Linked DNA regions of Mus musculus: region 2 is linked to region 1. The links are chromatin contacts, called in public Hi-C maps. All regions are on one chromosome and are shown on one strand. The core of a region is the stretch at or near the end of the contact, and the rest is flanking DNA. Distances in the headings are between cores, read along the strand shown.

The links. A called contact is a pair of places that touch in the nucleus more often than the background predicts.
Region 2: a Hi-C map of bone marrow-derived macrophages shows a contact between it and region 1, with 42 read pairs. The contact joins two enhancer-like sites. A contact is called at or near these places in 4 of 15 datasets of contacts at CTCF or cohesin (the G1E-ER4 cell line, embryonic stem cells, large pre-B cells and 1 more), 7 of 484 Hi-C or Micro-C datasets (the CH12 cell line, the G1E-ER4 cell line, LSK cells and 2 more), 3 of 115 datasets of contacts at active chromatin or transcription factors (bone marrow-derived macrophages, embryonic stem cells and large pre-B cells) and 1 of 9 other capture datasets (embryonic stem cells).

The regions. Positions count from the first base shown.
Region 1 is chr7:4,290,585-4,294,528 of GRCm38.p6, forward strand. No RefSeq gene overlaps it. Among named protein-coding and RNA genes, the nearest start is that of Ncr1, 45 kb to the right of the region's middle. Within about 2 kb of position 2,242, at least 8 of the 459 cell types and tissues checked have an H3K27ac peak or open chromatin away from gene starts, as enhancers often do. A contact at or near this core is called in bone marrow-derived macrophages, where this site is marked.
Region 2 is chr7:4,430,097-4,434,037 of GRCm38.p6, forward strand. It overlaps Rdh13 (retinol dehydrogenase 13 (all-trans and 9-cis)), which reads right to left. Exons shown (of 7, transcript NM_175372.4): 5 at 1,326-1,538; 6 at 298-399. Among named protein-coding and RNA genes, the nearest start is that of Rdh13, 14 kb to the right of the region's middle. Within about 2 kb of position 1,660, at least 3 of the 459 cell types and tissues checked have an H3K27ac peak or open chromatin away from gene starts, as enhancers often do. A contact at or near this core is called in bone marrow-derived macrophages, where this site is marked.

The DNA of each region.
Region 1 (3,944 bases), core at 992-3,491:
AAAGAGAGGCCCAGGATTAGGGGGAGATATAAACAAGGGAGATATAAACAAGAAGAAACAGGACTGAATAAACGTGTGCAGAAGGATCCTGTTGTAGCGTCGTTCTTCCTGGCCAGTTGAGCACGCGCAAGAATGTCCTCTACCATCATCATGAGATATGCTTTTAAATCCGGGTCTAGCTTTTTGGGTGTGTTCGTGTGCCCTGGACTGGGCGAAGTGGGAGTCCTGGGTTCTGATGATGGTGAGTGGTCTTGGTTTCTGTTAGTAAGATTCTTACATTTACCTTTCACCATCTGGTAATCTCTGAAGTTAGTTGTTATAGTTGTCTCTGTTTAGAGATTGTTCCTCTGGTGATTCTGTTACCCTCTATCAGCAGACCTGGGAGACTAGCTCTCTCCTCTGAGTTTCAGTGATCAGAGCAGTCTCTGCAGGCAAGATCTCCTCTTATAGGGAAGGTGCACAGATATCTGGCACTTGGACCTCCTTCTGGCCAAAGATGAAGGCCCAAAACAGAACCTTTCCCAGAAGCTGTGTTGCTTTGGCCTGTCACAGAAACTGTTAGCGTCTGTAGTCCGCACTCTCACCTGTGCAGACTACTTTCGGCGGAGTCTCAGAACCAAGAAGTCTTCCACCGATCCTGAGGCAAAGTCCTCCCGTGCCGGGCAGACACCTGTCCTCTGGCTGGGAAGGTGGCCGGATGTCTGGAGCCCGAAAAGGGTGCTGCCTCAGAAGCTCTGTGGTTCCCACCTGTCCCAGAAGCTGTTAGCTTCTGTAGTGCACACTCTTACCTGTGCAGACTACTTTCTGCAGAGTCCCCTTCTTTGTCTTTTAAGAAGCTAGTTTTAAAGTTCCACAATACGTTGTCCTTGAGAATTAATAATTTGTTGACAAAACATCTCATACTTGACTGTTATAGTCAGTACTAATGTAACATGGGTTGTGACTAATTGCACTGTCAATAGTTACTCTTGAAGAGCGGTTGTAACCAGAAAACTTGAAAAGTTATTAATAGTCACATGTGTATTATTTATTCAGAAATAAGAGCATTCATTTACAGTAATTTATTAACCATAAGTCCTCAAGAATTAACACCATTATGTGGAAATAGATAGAATCTGAGGACACCAAGAGCAAAAACTTTTTTTTACAATTTGAGATGCACATTTTCCAAGAATACCAAAATATTATCTTAAACCATAACTGTTTTGAATATATAAAGAATGAGATTATATGTCCAATCCATCTTATATGTAGGACTTATAGACTGCCTGAGATATAAATCCAGCATTTTTACTTATGAGTTGTATATGCATAAGCAATTGAAAAATTGAGAATAGCATCCGAGGGATGAACAATCTTAAGCAATTGTGAGCTCTAAGATATAATATTGACTATTAATATACAAATTAAGGTTTGATTGTTCAGCATTTTAAAACACCATCCACAGCACACAACTTAATTATTTGTGCTGAAGCAGGAGGAAGCTCAAAAGAATAAGCACGTGATCCAATTCACATCTACTTATTTTCCATAGAGGGGTTGTTTTTAAACACAGTAACTGGGATGCATGCATGCAAGAACTTATAGAAGATACAAAAGCATGCATAAAAACAATTTTAACTTATCTATTATTATTTAAAATGATGGTATGCAATAGGTCAATTATTAATATTCTGTAATAACCAATTTAATTGTTGTTTTGAATATGAAACAGACACTTAGTTAGGTTCTTAAGACACAATTTTTGTTATAGTTATCCAAAACTATATGAATTTATCTTATAATTCTTTGTTAGCACCACAGTGGCTTAATAGGATGCTGAAACTGTGCTTTGAGGTGAATGCCACCTCGGCCTCACCCTTGAGAGGCATTAGCTAATAAAATACTTTCCACTTAGAAAACAATATACACTGAAAGATTCAAACTCTTAGCTTTCTTGATTACAGCTCACTAGAAGCAAACCCATTACAATTTATCCAGATGCAAAAGAAAAAACAAACTTTTAAATCTATAATAACTTTACATAAAGTAGGCAGATCAAATTGCAATGTCCTGATAAATTCTACAGCCTGATTAACCTTTTTTATAAACTTAGAATTTATTTAGAACAACATCTGGAAAGGTGCTCTTATAGCTAAAAAGAATTCTCTCCTGAAGGCAGGGAGGGGGGGGGGTTCTCAGAACTTCCCTAGTCACAGTTTGCGAAACAAAAGAAATGCCACATAAACCTCACTGAGGCTGCTCAGAGCTGAGCTCCGTGTCTACACAAGCGCAAACATTTCTCAATCCGAGCACTCTGCCAGAGTTCTGGCCCAAAGATTATCCCTATTTTGAAGTATCTTTAAAGACCTGTTTTCCGGGGTTCACTCCTGCCACATTTTGTTTAGAATGACTCCAACTCTGAGTTACCAGTTTTAAGCTAACTTTCTGTTACAAGCAAAAGGCTGCCTGCCCGTTAAGTGCAGCATTTGCAATCAGCTCCCAGCAGGGCTTTTCCAGTCACACTAGCACTTCTCTAAATTTCCACATAGCTCTAAACACATACACAAAAAACAAAACAGAAACCAACGGATCCAAACACATGCGACCCTTTCTCATCCTCCACAAGCAGGCAAAAGAATTAGAAGGGTAAGCTTCCATTTCATAAACAAAACTTGGTCCCTCTGACCAATCTCTGGAGACTGCCAGACATCTCTGGCTCTCCCCACTCCCTAGGGCATCCCCTGGGTAGGCAGCAGTCTTCCTAGCACATCTGCTGACCACAGTCCTCCAGTCCTTACAGCCCAGAGGGACAGCTGCAAATACCAAACCTGCGTTTCAGAAAAACCCATCGTCTATAAACACCAGAGAAACCAAACTCAGGCGAATCCAACCTCAGACTGCGCCATGCTTCAGAGACAAGGGAGGAAACACAGACAACAAACCAACACAACGAGCATATATTCGTTTCAGGAAACATAAGACAGACACTCAGAGCAAAGACACCGGCTGGCATGCACACAAGAGAGGATTCCCCGATTTTCTCTCTGTCCCTGGGAGAATTTCAAAATCCACTTTCCTCCCACCTGATGCAGTTTCCAACTGCAGCCATCTGCCTGTTACATTGATTTACACCCTTTTATTTCTCTCAATTAAAAAGCAGCTTCTGGAAGCTGTGGTCGACTGCCTGCCTGTTGAGTTCCTAGTTCTCGATAATTCACTGCTGAACCTAAGTGAATCCAGTGCACAGGTTTAGCGCTGTTCCAGCTTAGCCCTTACTGCACCCTTAGCAACCTTTTCCCTGTTGCTTCGCGCCCCTGTACGAAATTTCTTTAATTCTTTTCTTCTTCCATGGACCTCCAAGCCAGCAGTGTTTCTTCCAGTGTCTTCTGCCATTCCCAGGTCCCTCATTGGTTCGCCAAATTGTTGGGGCAGGTCTGCGGTTCTCATGTCTGGGTTCCAGCGTGGGAGGCAACCTGGAGCTGAAAGAAAGGGAAACTAGGTAGACAAGAGAGAGATGGGCCAAGACAGGATTCTGATCAAGGCTCAAATTTTTAATGGTGGACACACTTTATAAAGGAGGAGGAAAGCCCATTCCCTCCAATTCATCCTTGGAGCCCAGCTGCAGGTGACCACGAGTAGGATCAGATGTAGTCTCTGAAATAGCTAGGCTGACTCCCAGCATGTAGCAGCAGCGACAGAGGCTAAACAAGAGTGATCTAGGGAGGCAGGCTCCAGCCTAGATAATCTCCTTAGTGGCAACAAAGTCGAGGTCTGGTTCAGTGAGCTTCAGGTTGTTACATGTCCTTATTACCAGTTGGGACATCTTCCGGGTATATATGCTCAGGAGAGATATTGCTGGATCTTCTGGTAATACTATGTCCAATTTTCTTAGTCGCCAGACTGATTTCCAGAGTGGTTGTACAAGCTTGCAATCCCATCAACAATGGAGGAGTGTTCCTCTT
Region 2 (3,941 bases), core at 410-2,909, 140 kb after region 1:
TCAAGACCAGTCTAGTCTCGATGAGACCATGTTGAGAAAAACAAAACTGCCAAACATGATGGCAATTTATTTAATCCCAACACTCAGGAGACAGAGGAAAACAGATCTCTGTGAGTTCAAGGCCAGCCTGACCTACATAACAAGTTCTAAGCCAGTCAGATATATATAGTGAAACCCAGTCAGAAAAATAATCAAAAAAAATAAAGTGACAGGCTCTGAGCAAAAGTCTCGGATCCCCCAGGAGAGAGGGCACAGGGAGAGGGCTCTGTGAGGGACACCAAGCTGGAAGGGACTCACCAAGCATGAAGCCAGAGAAGGCAGAGTTGTGCATGCCCGTATGTCGCCCCAGCTCTGTCCTGGCCACACCAGGGTGCAGTGCATTGACCGTCACACCAGAGCCTGAGAAAAATAGAAACATCGGTGGTGAGCGCTGGGGGGATAGTTCAGTTGTTTTTCAAATGAAAAGCCAAGTGGATGACACCCAACACTGTCCCCTGACTTACACCCACACACCCCACACACATGTGCACATGCTCACACACACTTGCAAACAGGCACTCACAAAGACTAGTGAAAAAAGACTAGGTGGCCCCACTCCACCCGGGGTCTTCCCCAGCCTGTGCTGCCTCCCACGCTGGAGCCCATATTATCCTCCATGCTTTGAAACCTCAGTTTCCAGTGGCTTCCCCTGACAAGGTGGCTCTGTCGTGTGGCTTCCCCTGAAGGCCTAATAGACCCACATTTCTGGACTCCAGCAGAGGACTGGAGTTTAAAATATTATAATTGTGACTATCCCCCAAGGGTGCCTGGCACTGTTTGCTGGTCACAGACAACTCTTGAGAAGCAAGAAGTCAGGGGGAAACTTTTTTAATCCCTGAGACTGGAAAGAATTGGGGGGGGCGGGGGGAACCATCTAGGAGGATGCCTGAATTCAACCCACTAATGCTGGGAGCAACCTCACACTGACCCAGTTGTGACACACATGTCTGCAAGCACTCACACATGTCCCTTATGGACCAAAACCACTCCCCGTCCCCAACCACAGATTTTCAGCACCAGAGGCTTAGAAGTCTATCCAAGAAAAGCAAGATCAGCATGTCTGATGAAGGCAGGCTGATTGAAACTAAAGAGCAATCATTAGAACCACGATTTATTAGTGATGTCTGTCTCTAGCACTGGAAGGGGACATGGTGGTACAGGTGCCATCCGTTTGACTACATTGTTTAAAGCTACTACTTGCCTCTTCATCACCAGCTCAGGGCTATAGAACTATCCTAGACACAGTGAAGAAGGAAGAAGATCAGAAAAGATCACCATCTACACACCTTGCAGCCGGTGGCTCAGCTCCTTGGTGAAGAGGACAACAGCCAACTTGCTCTGGCAGTAGGCTGCCTTGGTGTCATACTTTTTCATCTGCCAGTTCAAGTCCTCGAAGTCTATGTGCCCAGCAACGTGAGCCAGGGACGAGAGATTGATGATGCGTGATGGGGCCGAGGCCTTCAGCTTGTCCAACAGCAAATTTGTCAATAGAAAATGCCCTACATGAAGAACAAGAAAATATTTTTCCTCATGGCAATTATTCTTTCTCTACTTAATGTGTATGAGTGTTTTTGTCTGTATGTGTGCCTGCAAAACATGCATGCAGTGCCCGTGGAGACCACAAGAGGGCAGTGGATCCCCTGGAAGTAGAGTTACATATGTTTGTAAGAGACCATGACAAGTAAGTGTTAGGAACACCAAGCCCAAGTCCTTTTCAAGAGCAGCCAGTGCCCCTAACCACTGAGCTATCTCTCCAGCCCCACTATTTTATTTTTTCATACGCAGCAGTAGTGTAATCCTCCTCTTCCTCTAGATACCACACACTTTGTTGTTTTGTTTGGAGTTGTTTTGTTTTCAGAGGAGGAAAAAAAATCTTTATATTTAGGTTCAGTTGGTTTTTCTTTTTTTCCAAGTGTAATTTATTAGGGTAGGGGTGGGCACATGTGTCACAGCACGTGTCACAGCATGCATGTGGAGGTAAGGCCACCCTTCAGGAGTTGGTTTTCGCCTTCTATCATGTAGGTCTCAGGGATCAACCTCGGGTCGTGAGGCCTCGCAGGAAGTGAGGATATGAGGGCAAGCTGGCTCTGACATCTGATCTCAGCTGATCCATCTGGGGCGGCAGGCATCCCTACCCTCCCCCAGTGTTTCACACACATCCAGAAGCTGCACACTTGGTTGAAGGAGATTCCCTTCTACCTTCCATCAAGAGTGGATGAGTGTCTGTGCTCCTCCACTAAAGCCGCCAAGCAAGCTCTCAGAGAGGCGCAGGACACCAAGCCCAGTGTCTTAGCGACTGTTCTGCTGCTGTGAAAGTACACCCTGACCAAATCAACTCACGAGAGAAAGCATCTAATGGGGGGCTTGACTAGTTTTAGAGAGTTACTTTGTGGTAATCATGGTGGCAGGTAGTCAGGCACGGTGTCAAAGAAAGATCTGAAAGTTTTTCACACACACACCTCAATGACACATCTCCTCCAACAAGGCCACACCTCTTAATCCTTCCCAAACAGTTCCACTAACTGGAGACCAAGCATTCAAACATATAAGTCTATGGGGGCCATGCTCATTAAAACCACCACACCCAGGTTGGTTTGGTTTGTTTTGTTTTGTTTTAATCATAGCTACTTCTGGTGGTGAAATGATAGCTTCCCTTTCATAGCCTTCCTTCCTTTCTTCTTGCCTTCTATCAGCAAGAATGAGGATTTGGGAAGAATTCAAAAGTTTAAGGAAAAAAATCATCCAATTAATAAATAGGCTCATGAACTGAACAGACAGTTCTCAACTAAAGAAATACAAATGGCCAGCAAATATTTTAAAATGTTTTCTGTCTCTTTAGCTATCAGGGAAACTACTCTGAGATTTCATCTCAACCCAGGCCATCACTAAGAAAATAACTGACAAGTGCTGGCAAGGACGTGTGGAAAGAGGAGCCCTTACTCACTGCTTGTGGACAGTACACTGGTGAAACCACTATGTAAGTCAGTTTGGAGACTTTTCTACACAGGGCTACCATATGGCCCAGCTCTACCTCTCCTGGACAAAAACTCAAGGGACCACAGAGACACCTACTCATGGGTGCTTATCACCGCAATAAGTCCAATGGCCAGAAAATGGAGCCAGCCTAGATGACCATCAACGGATGAACAGATAAAGAAAATGTGATACCAAGACCCTGTATTCTGAGAAACAAACAAACAAACAAAAACCAGGCTAAATGGCATATACATACAACCCCAGCACCTAGAAAGTGTTCACAGGTGTTTACAGTCATCTTTACAAGTTCAAGGCCAGCATAGGTCTCAAATGAGATGCAATTGGGACAAGAGCATGATGCAGTAGATATGGGTAGAGTCAGAGAGAAATACTGGATAGATAAAGTCATTTTATTTTATGTATTATGAAATTCTCAAAGTTAAATTAATTTTATCTTTTTAGTTCTTTGAGACTGGGACCTGGGCTAGAGAGTTGGCTCGGAGGTTAAGTGCACTAGCTGCTCTTCCAGAGGTCCTGAGTTCAATTCTCAATAACCACATGGTGGCTCATAACCATCTATAATGAGATCTGGTGTCCTCTTCTGGCCTGCAGACATATATGCAGACAGAATGCTGCATATATAGTAAGTAAGTCTTTAGAAAAAGAGAGAGACTGGGACTCACTATACACAGCCTTGAACAGTCTGGAACTTGCTATGTAGACCATGCTGACCTAGGAATTAATAATAATCCACCTGCCTCTGTCTCCCTGGTGCTAGGATTAAAGACATACACCACCACCTGGCTGAAGAATAAAAAAATTAAACATTTGTGACAGATACATGCAATGGAGAAATAAGAGGCCATAAAAAATTGTAATCAGGGCTGGAGAGATGGCTCAGCAGTTAAGAACACTGGCTGCTCTCC